Regions from separate parts of the Rattus norvegicus genome. Here region 1 is linked to region 2. A link is a contact called in public Hi-C data. All regions are on one chromosome and are shown on one strand. The core of a region is the stretch at or near the end of the contact, and the rest is flanking DNA. Distances in the headings are between cores, read along the strand shown. Region 1 overlaps LOC120103069 (40S ribosomal protein S18-like). Region 2 overlaps Zfp462 (zinc finger protein 462).

Region 1 (4,864 bases), core at 1,151-3,650, 220 kb after region 2:
GACAATCTACGTAGACCTAAATTAGATCTATGTGTATAACGGGTCTGTCTGAGGTGGTAACAGGCTCGTCAGAATGGTGGGCCTGGGAAACCCAGTAGACAGGACTGAGGGAGGGTGAAGATTGCAGCACATCTTGCCACTGACTGGATCCATCTCAGGTCCGGGATTAGACAGCTAGCGAGAGTGCCAGCAGGAACAGTAGAAACTGTGACCACAATGTTAACTCATTTTCCTGGGAATCTCTTGTGTTCATTTACCTCAATGGTTCTCCACCTTCCTAATGCTGTTGACCCTTTAATACCGTTCACCCCAACAGTAAAATTATTTCCATTGCTACTTCATAACTGTAACCTTGCTACTGTTATGAATTGTTATGTAAATATCTGATGTGGAAGATATATTATATTCGACCCCTAAATGGGGTTGTGACCCATAGGTTGAGACCCACTCGTTTAGCTTAAAGCTGTTGGCTAGGGTGGGTGGGGGAGGGTGTCAAGGTGCCACATCTTCAATTTGATTTATTTTTCAAGCCCTTGATCAGCTGTGTTTATGAGCACTGATGGTCAAGGACATGTCTCCAGGGGAGGTCATTGTGGCGCTTTACAAAGCTGTTAGAGAAACAGCCTGGGAAATCCATTCTCTCCAAGTCAGTAGAACACCAGTCTGTAAGAGCTGAGGTCAAGCTGTAATGTTGGGTCCTTTAATGTGTCTATTCCAACATCTTCCTGGGAAGAATATTGATTCATTAAGATAAAATTTAGCCTGGAACAGAGACAAATGGAAAACGGAGATTGGCTGATTCGTGATGTCATAACGTGTTATCTATTTGTTGTCCTTGGTCTCCCCACCATAACTTTCCACACCCCAACCCTGACCAGGGACCTTGATCTTGAAGCTCTGAGGTGAACTTCAGTTTCACTGGCTAAGGATCTGTGTCCATGGGGATGGAGCCACAGGGTAGCATTGTGACCCTGTAACAGTTCTATCTCATCAACTTGGCAGGCCCTGAGATAATTTTTAAAACAGAAAAGAAAAAATTATTGCTGGGTCCCAAAATAAAATGTTATCCTAGATATTAAATGTTGTCTAACAGACAGTAAATTTAATGGCTCTGAAGTGGCTTTAGACCTCTGAGAAGATTTTTACCTCTCAGTCTTGGCGGGGACACCAAGTACTGCTCTTCTATTTCTGCTCTGCCTTCCAACTGTCATAAATAGTTAACTGTGTGACTCCTTTCCAAAAAAAAAAAAAAAAGCCTCCCAGGAGCATCTGAAAATAGCCTCCAGGGGCTCAATGCATATTTCCTCGGGTCCTCCTCTTAATCTCTCCATATGGGTGGCTATGATTTATTGCTACTGTCACCCTGTAGACCTGCAGAAACAAAGGCAGTCAGGTTGGAAGGCAGACAGAGGTATCAGTATAGGGAGGGTCTCTTGAGAGATGGAACTGAGCATCCATTCCGGATGAGAGTGCAGGCTTCAGAGATGTCACCTCTCCTTCTCATGATTTCTCTGCAACAAACAGAGAGAGGAAGGGATGTCATCCTGTCCCAAGATGCATTGAGACTTTCCCCTCAAGTCTGAAGCTTCAACGGAGTCTCCCACAAGGCAGAACCTGCCAAAGTCCAAGGACTAGTATGACAGAGCAAGTGTACACTCATTACAAGGGGCACATGTCACCTCTGCCGTTTCCTATCTCCAGGCCAAAAGTGAGCACTCTCCTGCCAGTTTTCCAGCCCAGTGGCATGACCCGAGGCTGGCTGTCCATCAGCAGCAGTTTGATACAGAAGGAGAAGGGGAAGCCGGGCCCAACTGAGGCACCTGCCTGCTCTTGCTGGCCGTGCTCTCCTTCCTTGTGTTTATCCACAGCACGGTCACCATCTCTGCGACACTGAGCTCATCCTCAGGAAAGCAGTCCCTGCCAATAGACCACCAGTCCAGGGATCCCCTGTTGACCCAGGAGGAGGATAGGGCAGCAACCTCCCCATCTGTCTCTGTGCCTTCTGTTTTCCCCTCAACACTCCTAACAATGCACCATGATTAGTTGCAGCTCAGGCCCCCTGACACCCCTTAACCTGGAAAATCAGGCAGACTTTCGAGACAGCAATCAGCTCCCAGACACATCCAACCGTAATGTGATTACTCCATTTACCAAAATGCAAAGAGAGCTACTTGAGGCGTTTCTGATTAGGGCTGACATTATCTCTCTAATGGGCCATGGCATTAATCAAAGCTGTTGCTATGACTATGGCAATGCTGGGGAAATAACCCCAGCTTGATTCTGGCCCTGCCCAGTAGTGCCACTGAAGAAGAGGTCAGCTTTTGTTAGGGACACGGCGCGAGAATTGCTTCTTCCTGCCTGAGAAGGGTTTTCTGTTGAAATCACACCACCAGCCAGAAAGAGGCCTCTGTGTTCTCTCATGACGTTGGGTACTCTGGTTCCACAGTTCAAGATGACTTGGTGGCATTGTCCCAGGAGGAACTGTGTGTGCCCATGAATGCTGGGAGTGGAGGTACCAGGCTGATCCGTGAGACTGTCAGAGGCTTCTGTTGTCCAGCGCTATGTCTTAATTGTCCACTGACACACCCCCAACCCCCAAGAACCTGGGGAGGAGGAGAAAGATCCTTGGAAAAGCCAACTTTCCCATGGCATCAATGCTCTGGCCTCTGCTGCTCTCTCTCCATTCCAGACCTCAGAAACATTTGGCAGAGACAAACCCGTAACTACAGAGCCTACATGAGCAGATGGAAAAACAGAGGCAGAATGAAATGGGTATGACAGGCACACATGGAAAACCCTCTGGCCTCTGCTCTAGATGGCAGGGAACGCATGGTCTGGAAGAGGCATACAGGGATCAGATGATGCCACTGGTGCCGGCCATCAGAACCTGGTTCTCTTTTGCTAGTAATGAATTCTCCATAAACCCAAGTCTCCAAGTCTACCTTTTCTTAGGTGCAACTATGATCAGAAGAGGACACTCTGAGGGCATCGATATAGAGTGAGCACATGTACACACACACACACACACACACACACACACACACACACACACACTAGTTCTTGTCCAAATCTTTGCAGAATTTTCTCTGACCTTTGGTTTTCCCTACCTTCAGGACAGGCACAATGGAAATTGACTCTGCTCTCCTCACAAGGGAGTAAAATAAAAACCATTGCAATTTGAGAGAAAGTGGCTTATAAAGTCTAGAGCACAGTCAGGGTTAAAGCTCTGAAGGGGGCCCCAGCTTAGACACTCACAGGTCTGGGAGGTACCTTGCACAGAGGAGGGAGGGAGTTTTGAAGCTCCCAGGGAAACCACTACCTCAAAGACAATAACAAGCAGTACCTGTTCTGAGCCCTATTTCCAAAATGCACTTATATTTTTTAATGGGGACAAGAATTTTTAAAAACAAAAGGCTTCTGTGAAAAATCAAGAAAGAGAATGTATGTGAAAGTACGTATAACCCTGCACCCTGGATTCCTAATTAATGTTCAAGTCCCTCATTCTCTGCTTGGGGGGAAAGGTCTTGTCCTCAGGGGTGAGACCTCGGACAGCTCCTTACTTCTTAGCTGTGTGACTGAGCCCAGTCGGACACTGAATGACAGCAAACACTTGTAATGCTCTCCATGCTTGATCTCACGTAATTATAGCAACAGCCTGGTGAGGCGGGCAGGGATCATTGTCACCAGTGTGAAGGGACATCGTAGGTGACTCAGGCTGTCAGAGATACAGCTGGGATTTTAGCCCAAATTTGTCTCATTCCAAAACTGAACTTCTTTCCATGACCCTCTTGGCTAGAACTGACCTGAGTCAATTTTGTTATTCACTATGTAGATGGAAGAGGTCGTCAGGCCATGGGTCCCTGTGCGCCGTAATGAAAGCAGGTGCCACAGAAAATTCTGCCACACAGGCTCTCATTTATTAGCGGAGCAGGTGCAAAAATAGGCCTGTGTCTCTTGCCGTGTGAGCTCAGACACATTCCGAAACATTGTCCCTTTAGTATTCCACCAGAGCTTTGCATGAAAGCTTTGCTCAGGGCATAGGTGACTTTTCTTTTTCTTTTTCTCTTTCTTTTTTTTTAACCAGGATCCAGCTAACTTCGTCATAGGGTCATGAGGGAGAAAATTTTCTCTGGTTGTCAGCCAGATAAACACAGGATCCATTGGAGTCATGAGCTCTTGGTACTATTCCATTTAGCAAACGCAGGAAAACCAGCCAGAGAACTGCCGGAGCATTCCAGACCTGGGCTGATAGCTGTCAGGGAGGAAAGACGGACTAGATTCCTCATAGAGCTCACTAAATACGAGGAGCCCCAAAATGCCACACACGCCTCCAGTAAATGGGCTTTTTCAGAGTTCTGGAAGCCTGGAACCTAAAACCAAGCTGTCCCCTCTGAAGGTTCTGGGACAGGTCCTTCCCCTTCACACACACACACACACACACACACACACACACACACACACAGTCACCCCCCATTCCTCTCCTGGCTCCTGGCAGATGCCAGGAATGTTTGGTATTGCCTGGTTTCTTGTGTCCATGTTCCAGCATCCATTGTTATTATTGCTTTGGTTTTCCATATGTCTGTCTGTCTGTCTGTCTGTCTGTATGTCTGTCTGTCTGTATGTATGTATGTATGTACATGTGTCTGTGTCTCTGGGTTTCCTCTTTTATGAGGTTTCCATTATAGTGCATATAGAGACCTTTCTAATCCAAGGCGACCCTATCTTAATTAATTACATCTGTAAATTGTTTTTCTGTACTCACACACTAGGGATCTGAGTGGACATGAGAGTCAGGAGTCATATGCGTTTCTGAACCCCAACCTAAGTTGCAACCAAACCATCTTCCTCTCATCTGACCTTGACA
Region 2 (5,246 bases), core at 661-3,160:
AAGCCTTCAAAACACCAGTGCGTGAGTTACATGTGAGTAAGCACGAAGGAGAAGAGTGTTGAGGCTATCTCTAAACTATCAACTCATTTAACCTTGGCTGCTACGATACTTGACACCTAAAAATTGAGATCTGGGATGCCGGCTTTCTGAGGAGAAGCTTTTGAGAGCTCTAAATAGGTCAGACATAAAATCCAACCTTTGAGAGGATCCAATTAGTTGGTAGGGCATCAGACCTTCCACGCAGGTTCCAATTGCAATCAGATTTCTCCTGGGGTGAAGGAAAAAAAAAAAAAGAGGTGGTTTCTCTCTTTAAAAAAATGACAGCAGTGAAATGGAGACTTGTGGGTGAATAATTGTAAGATACAGAGATTTACATCGTTTATAGCACATGGGATATAAGACATAATTTTAATGGCTTGACTATAATTTTTAATAGGTTCTGCTGGTCTAAGAACTATCTGACCAGACACCACTAACCTTCCCTCTTTGACATAATTTCTTCATAGAATGCAGTCTGGAGTTTATTTTATGCTTATTTTAAAGAATGACAGTTCTACTGTAAAGTCTTCAAAAACTTTGGCTCCCAGGAAACAAAGTAGCCTGAGAGATTCTAGCTTGCACTCTGGTCTCCAGAGGATAAGCTACTAGCGCTGGCATTAGTGCAATGCAGGAAACTTCCAAACCGGTGACCATCTTAAACCTGACTGTGTGATAGACCCTTCCCAAGAAACCCACCTGCCCCAGATTTGGGACTTTACAGTTTTAAAAAGTTGTTTGAGAGTTTTGTACATTTACACAGTGAATTTTAGTGTTTATGAGCCAGCCACATTTTTGTGTGTGAAAGATTAGACGACATTTCAAGTGTGGACTTTCCATGTCCTGGGGACTTAGTCAACAAGCCCATCTCCCGTTCCCCAAGCCAACAGAAACACTTGGTCATCAGAACTATAAATCACATATTACCAAACACACACAAAACTAGTTCCTAGCAACACTGGAGTTTGCTCCATAATCCACATCTGTCTTTTGTAGCCCCACTGAGCTAGGTGGAGATTTTCTTCTGCCTTCCAGAGCCCCAGGGGAAATGTCTAGAAGAAAAGAAACCTACTTTTTCATGCTAGGTTAAAAAAATACATTCAATTATTACTCCGATCATCTAAAATAATCTTGATTCTTTTTCATATCATTGCCTACCTTGAGCTTCCTGTTTTACTTTGATTTAATTTGATCAGAAGCTCTTCAAGCTGTCCTAAGACCTGTATGACCTAGAAGTCCTCTCTTTTCTTCCAAACCCTGCTGTTTGTAAGAGAACTTTACCCGTGGCACAGGAAGAATACAGAATCCAGGGAGAGCAGTAGGAATGAACCATGATTCAGAGAGAAAGATGTAAGGCAGCATTGCTGGGGCAAATGGAGCATTGCTGGGGTGAAGGATGTGTCTCCTGAGGAAGACTAGCTTGTGAAAAGAATTTCTATTCTTAAGTGCTGAGATGACAAGATACTAAAGATAGTTTTGAAAACCACTACTATTTTTCTTTAAAAAAAAAAATAGAAAAGCTCTCTAAGTTTTGATGATGTGACTTGGAAAGCATGTCTTCATAGTGTGTGTATTTTCCTAAGTCACTCAGAATCCTGTATCAGACATACCCTATGGTAAAATCTCAGTGGTGATGCTAGCAGATCAATAAAAAATGAGATAAGGAAAGGTCGTGGTGGTATGAAAGGTGAGAACTCAGATGAACGATGTATTTATTTTCAACTGGGGGTCTGTCCTTTGCTGCAGAGGCCTAGGAAGGAATCATTTCTGGCTTTCAGGGCTCTAATCCTTTTCCAGGCTCCACCCAGGGAGCTGTTTGGCTGGCGGCTGGGGGGAGGGAGACAAGGTCCAGCTTAAGTTTCATATACCAGCACACTGCTCTCTGGGAGTCAGTTCCACCACTAGGTTCTTTAGCTTCCTCAGAATATTCTTAGATGAATCTCACAAGCCAAGCCTCTTACATCATCTTTTATTTTCACACACTGCAAGTTTTCCACAACTGCACTGAAAGCCACACAGAGACCTCAGACCATGCAAACCCTTCATCTAGTCTTAGCTTTTAGCACTGCTGCTGATTTTCTCCCTCTGGACTAGAGAGAAAGCCATCCATTATGGTTTATATAAGGACCCTGTATGTCTCCATGTTTGCTTCCTAAGTGATTAAAAATAATCATTTTTATTAACTTAACTCTTGCTGATTGCTTTAAATTGATCATCTGCCTTAATACGTGTCACGAGTGAGAGGCACAAGTGATTCATTTGATTTTTATGAGAAGGAAACTGAAGTCCTGAGGGCTGAGATGATGAGTTCAAAAATCACAAAACCTAGATGTGGTGGAGTTGGGTTTTGCACATTATATCCAAAGCTCGTATCCTTGCCTGTTTGAGCCATCAAGGTCTAACAGCAAAACTGCACATCTAGGCGATGACATGGACTAGCTATAACATAGCTCTTGCGTGCTCTGGGGTTCTGGAATCTTCTGAAGGAAACCAGAGACGAGATATTGTTCTCGACTGATATTTAAAGCCTAAGTGACTAGGCTTATAGGTTAAAGGACCAGAAATACAAAGTGAGAAGTTGATGATGTAGCTTTTAATGGCTAGTAGCTATGGGAAGGAGACAGGATTGGCTCAGAGAACATGGGGGAAGAGAAAGAGCTTATGGTAGGACTGAACTGTAAGACCCGTCTAGCTGGAGAAAGGGAGGGTGTGTGGTGGGGGTAAGAGAATGGAAGCACAGCACAGGAAAGAATTTAACACTGAGGAAAGGCCATGGATTTGTTAGGAAACAGACAGAATAGGAAAGAGCAGCAGCCAGGGAGCCTGGCGCTGGTGGGAGATGCCCGATGCTTCCAAGCACTTGGTATGTTAAAGTCTGCCTCTGGCTCTGCAGGAATAAGGATGCATTCAGAATAGTCAGGAAGGGGCTGGAGAGACAGCTCCATGGTCCTCCAGAGGACCAGAGATCAGATCCCAATACCCATATCCGGCCCATCACAACTACAGCTCCAAGGGATCTCAGACCTTTTTATAGCCTCTATGGGCACAGCATACATGTGCTCATACATGGGCACATAGAAAAATTAATCTTATCATAAATAACGATGTATTACAATCTACATGAAATTTCTTCCCTCTTTTTGCAACATTTTTACCTACTCATAATTAAAGACCAACTCATGGTCGTGCCTAGCATAAAATTTTGGGGTCACCTGTACACCCCCTCCTCCCTATCATGTGTATAAGCTCTACTAAGTGTTCGCTGTGGGGCTGTCTCCATGTTTGTTCCATGAATAGGCAAAACAAACAAACAGAAACAAACGAATCCTCAGAACTTATTTTATTGTTTTAATCATCTTTTTTAAAAAACAATAACCATAGCAAATACATTTTCCTTCTTGTGATTTTGTTCTCACGTGATGGGTTCTGTCACCTGATGAACCATGCGCACACACATTGGAAATATGAGAATCCACTTCTAAAGATAAACAAGCCAAAAATATTCTTTCCCAATGAGAAATGCAGAGTGGTTAAAGTCTTCAGATCTTTGTTTTTTACATGTGATACACATACATACATACATACATACATACATACATACATACATACATGGCAGGGTTTTTAGAATCGTATAAGACCTTTGAAGTTTGCTATCAAAAGTTAATTTCATTTTCAGAGTGACTGATATTCCCCTAAAAAATACTACAACCAGGCCCATCTCTCTGCTGTTTTCTTGAACCTAGTACATTTTAAAGCTTAGCAAATTGGTCTATAAGTTAAATGACAAAATCAAGATTACAGACTGTCTAGACTGTTTAGAGTAATGGGCTGAAAGTGAGATTTTGCCAGGGGATAAGTACAAAGTATGCTTTTGACCCCTGTACTCACTTCCATTTCTTGACTTGCCAAATATCTGTATAATTATCAGCTCCCATATCTGTCTGACGAAAAACTGTGCTACTGAGGTCAAGGACTGCTTCCTATTTTTTTCCAGAGGCCTCGCACTTGGCAGACCATTCAATAAATATTTCTTAAATTGACCTGAATTAGAGCTGCAAAAGGAATCACAAAGAAAGCAATGAAGCAACATCTCTCTTCTGCAAAGGCCTGGGGATTTCCACAGGCTCACCAGCCTGCTCAGAAGCTGCCATGAACAGGGTAGCATTTGGAAGAGCTGGTGGGATCTGGCTGTGTGTATCCCAGGATGCGAGACTTCTGCTGCTGCAGATTTCTACAATAATCCTACCTCTGAGCCAACTGACTTCTACAATTCTGTCCCCACTGGCAGTACCACTGTGTTTCATTATTTTGCCTGCCTGTCTGCCTGTCTGCCTCTCTGTCTCTGCCACTCTGTCTCTCTGTCTCTCTCTCTCTCTCCGCATGCCTCTGTGTATGTGTGAGTCTGTTTGCCTCTCTCTTTCATATCTCTCTCTCTCTCTCTCTCTCTCTCTCTGTGTGTGTGTGTGAGTCTGTCGGCTTCTCTCTCGCTATCTCTTTGTGTATCCGTCTGCCTCTGTATGTGTGAGTATGTGAGACAGAGCACATTAGAGGACAACTTGGAGGAATCAGCTTTCTCTTTTCATCATGTGAATCCCAACAGGGATTACATTCAGGTCATTGGGCTTACACAGCCAGTGCTTTAGCGCTCGCGCTCTCTCTCTCTCTCTCTCTCTCTCTCTCTCTCTCTCTCTCTCTCCCTCCCTCCCTCCCTCCCTCCCTCCCTCCCTCCCCCCCCTTTCACTTTCTGTAACTCAGTGACTTAATCCCTCTTATTTTTTGCTCAGGAATATTCGTGCTTCCCTATTTGGTGTTCCCAGTTTATCTTTTTCTTACATTCCAGAATGTTCTTTCATCTTCCTCTGTGAACTTGGTGCTAGGTTCACAGCCTTCTTTGCTCATCCATCTGTATCCATGAAATTCTAGAATTCCAGTAAGTAAGACTCATGAAAACTGGGCTCCCCAGCACGTGAGAGTTACTTTCTCTCACCTATATCCAATTGCCCATCTATAGCTAGATTGACCACAACACTCTACATCCAGCATAATAAACTCAAATTCTCTGTAAATACTGCTTTGAGCCTTCCTTTACATCCCACCTCCACCCCCCAAGCCCTGCACAGATCCTAAGGTTAGCCATTCAGGGGAGCTTTATCCAGATACTGGCTTCTCTGGCTTCCTCCAGCTTCAAACTTGCTATGTTAGTCAGGGTT

The links. A called contact is a pair of places that touch in the nucleus more often than the background predicts.
Region 1: a Hi-C map of psoas muscle shows a contact between it and region 2, with 2.5 times the contacts expected there. The contact joins two enhancer-like sites. A contact is called at or near these places in 3 of 12 Hi-C or Micro-C datasets (Schwann cells, frontal cortex and psoas muscle).

The regions. Positions count from the first base shown.
Region 1 is chr5:74,772,706-74,777,569 of GRCr8, forward strand. The region is part of intron 1 of LOC120103069 (40S ribosomal protein S18-like); the gene reads right to left. Among named protein-coding and RNA genes, the nearest start is that of Trnal-aag10, 110 kb to the left of the region's middle. Within about 2 kb of position 2,401, at least 11 of the 93 cell types and tissues checked have an H3K27ac peak or open chromatin away from gene starts, as enhancers often do.
Region 2 is chr5:74,549,696-74,554,941 of GRCr8, forward strand. The region is part of intron 7 of Zfp462 (zinc finger protein 462); the gene reads left to right. Among named protein-coding and RNA genes, the nearest start is that of Zfp462, 84 kb to the left of the region's middle. Within about 2 kb of position 1,911, at least 7 of the 93 cell types and tissues checked have an H3K27ac peak or open chromatin away from gene starts, as enhancers often do.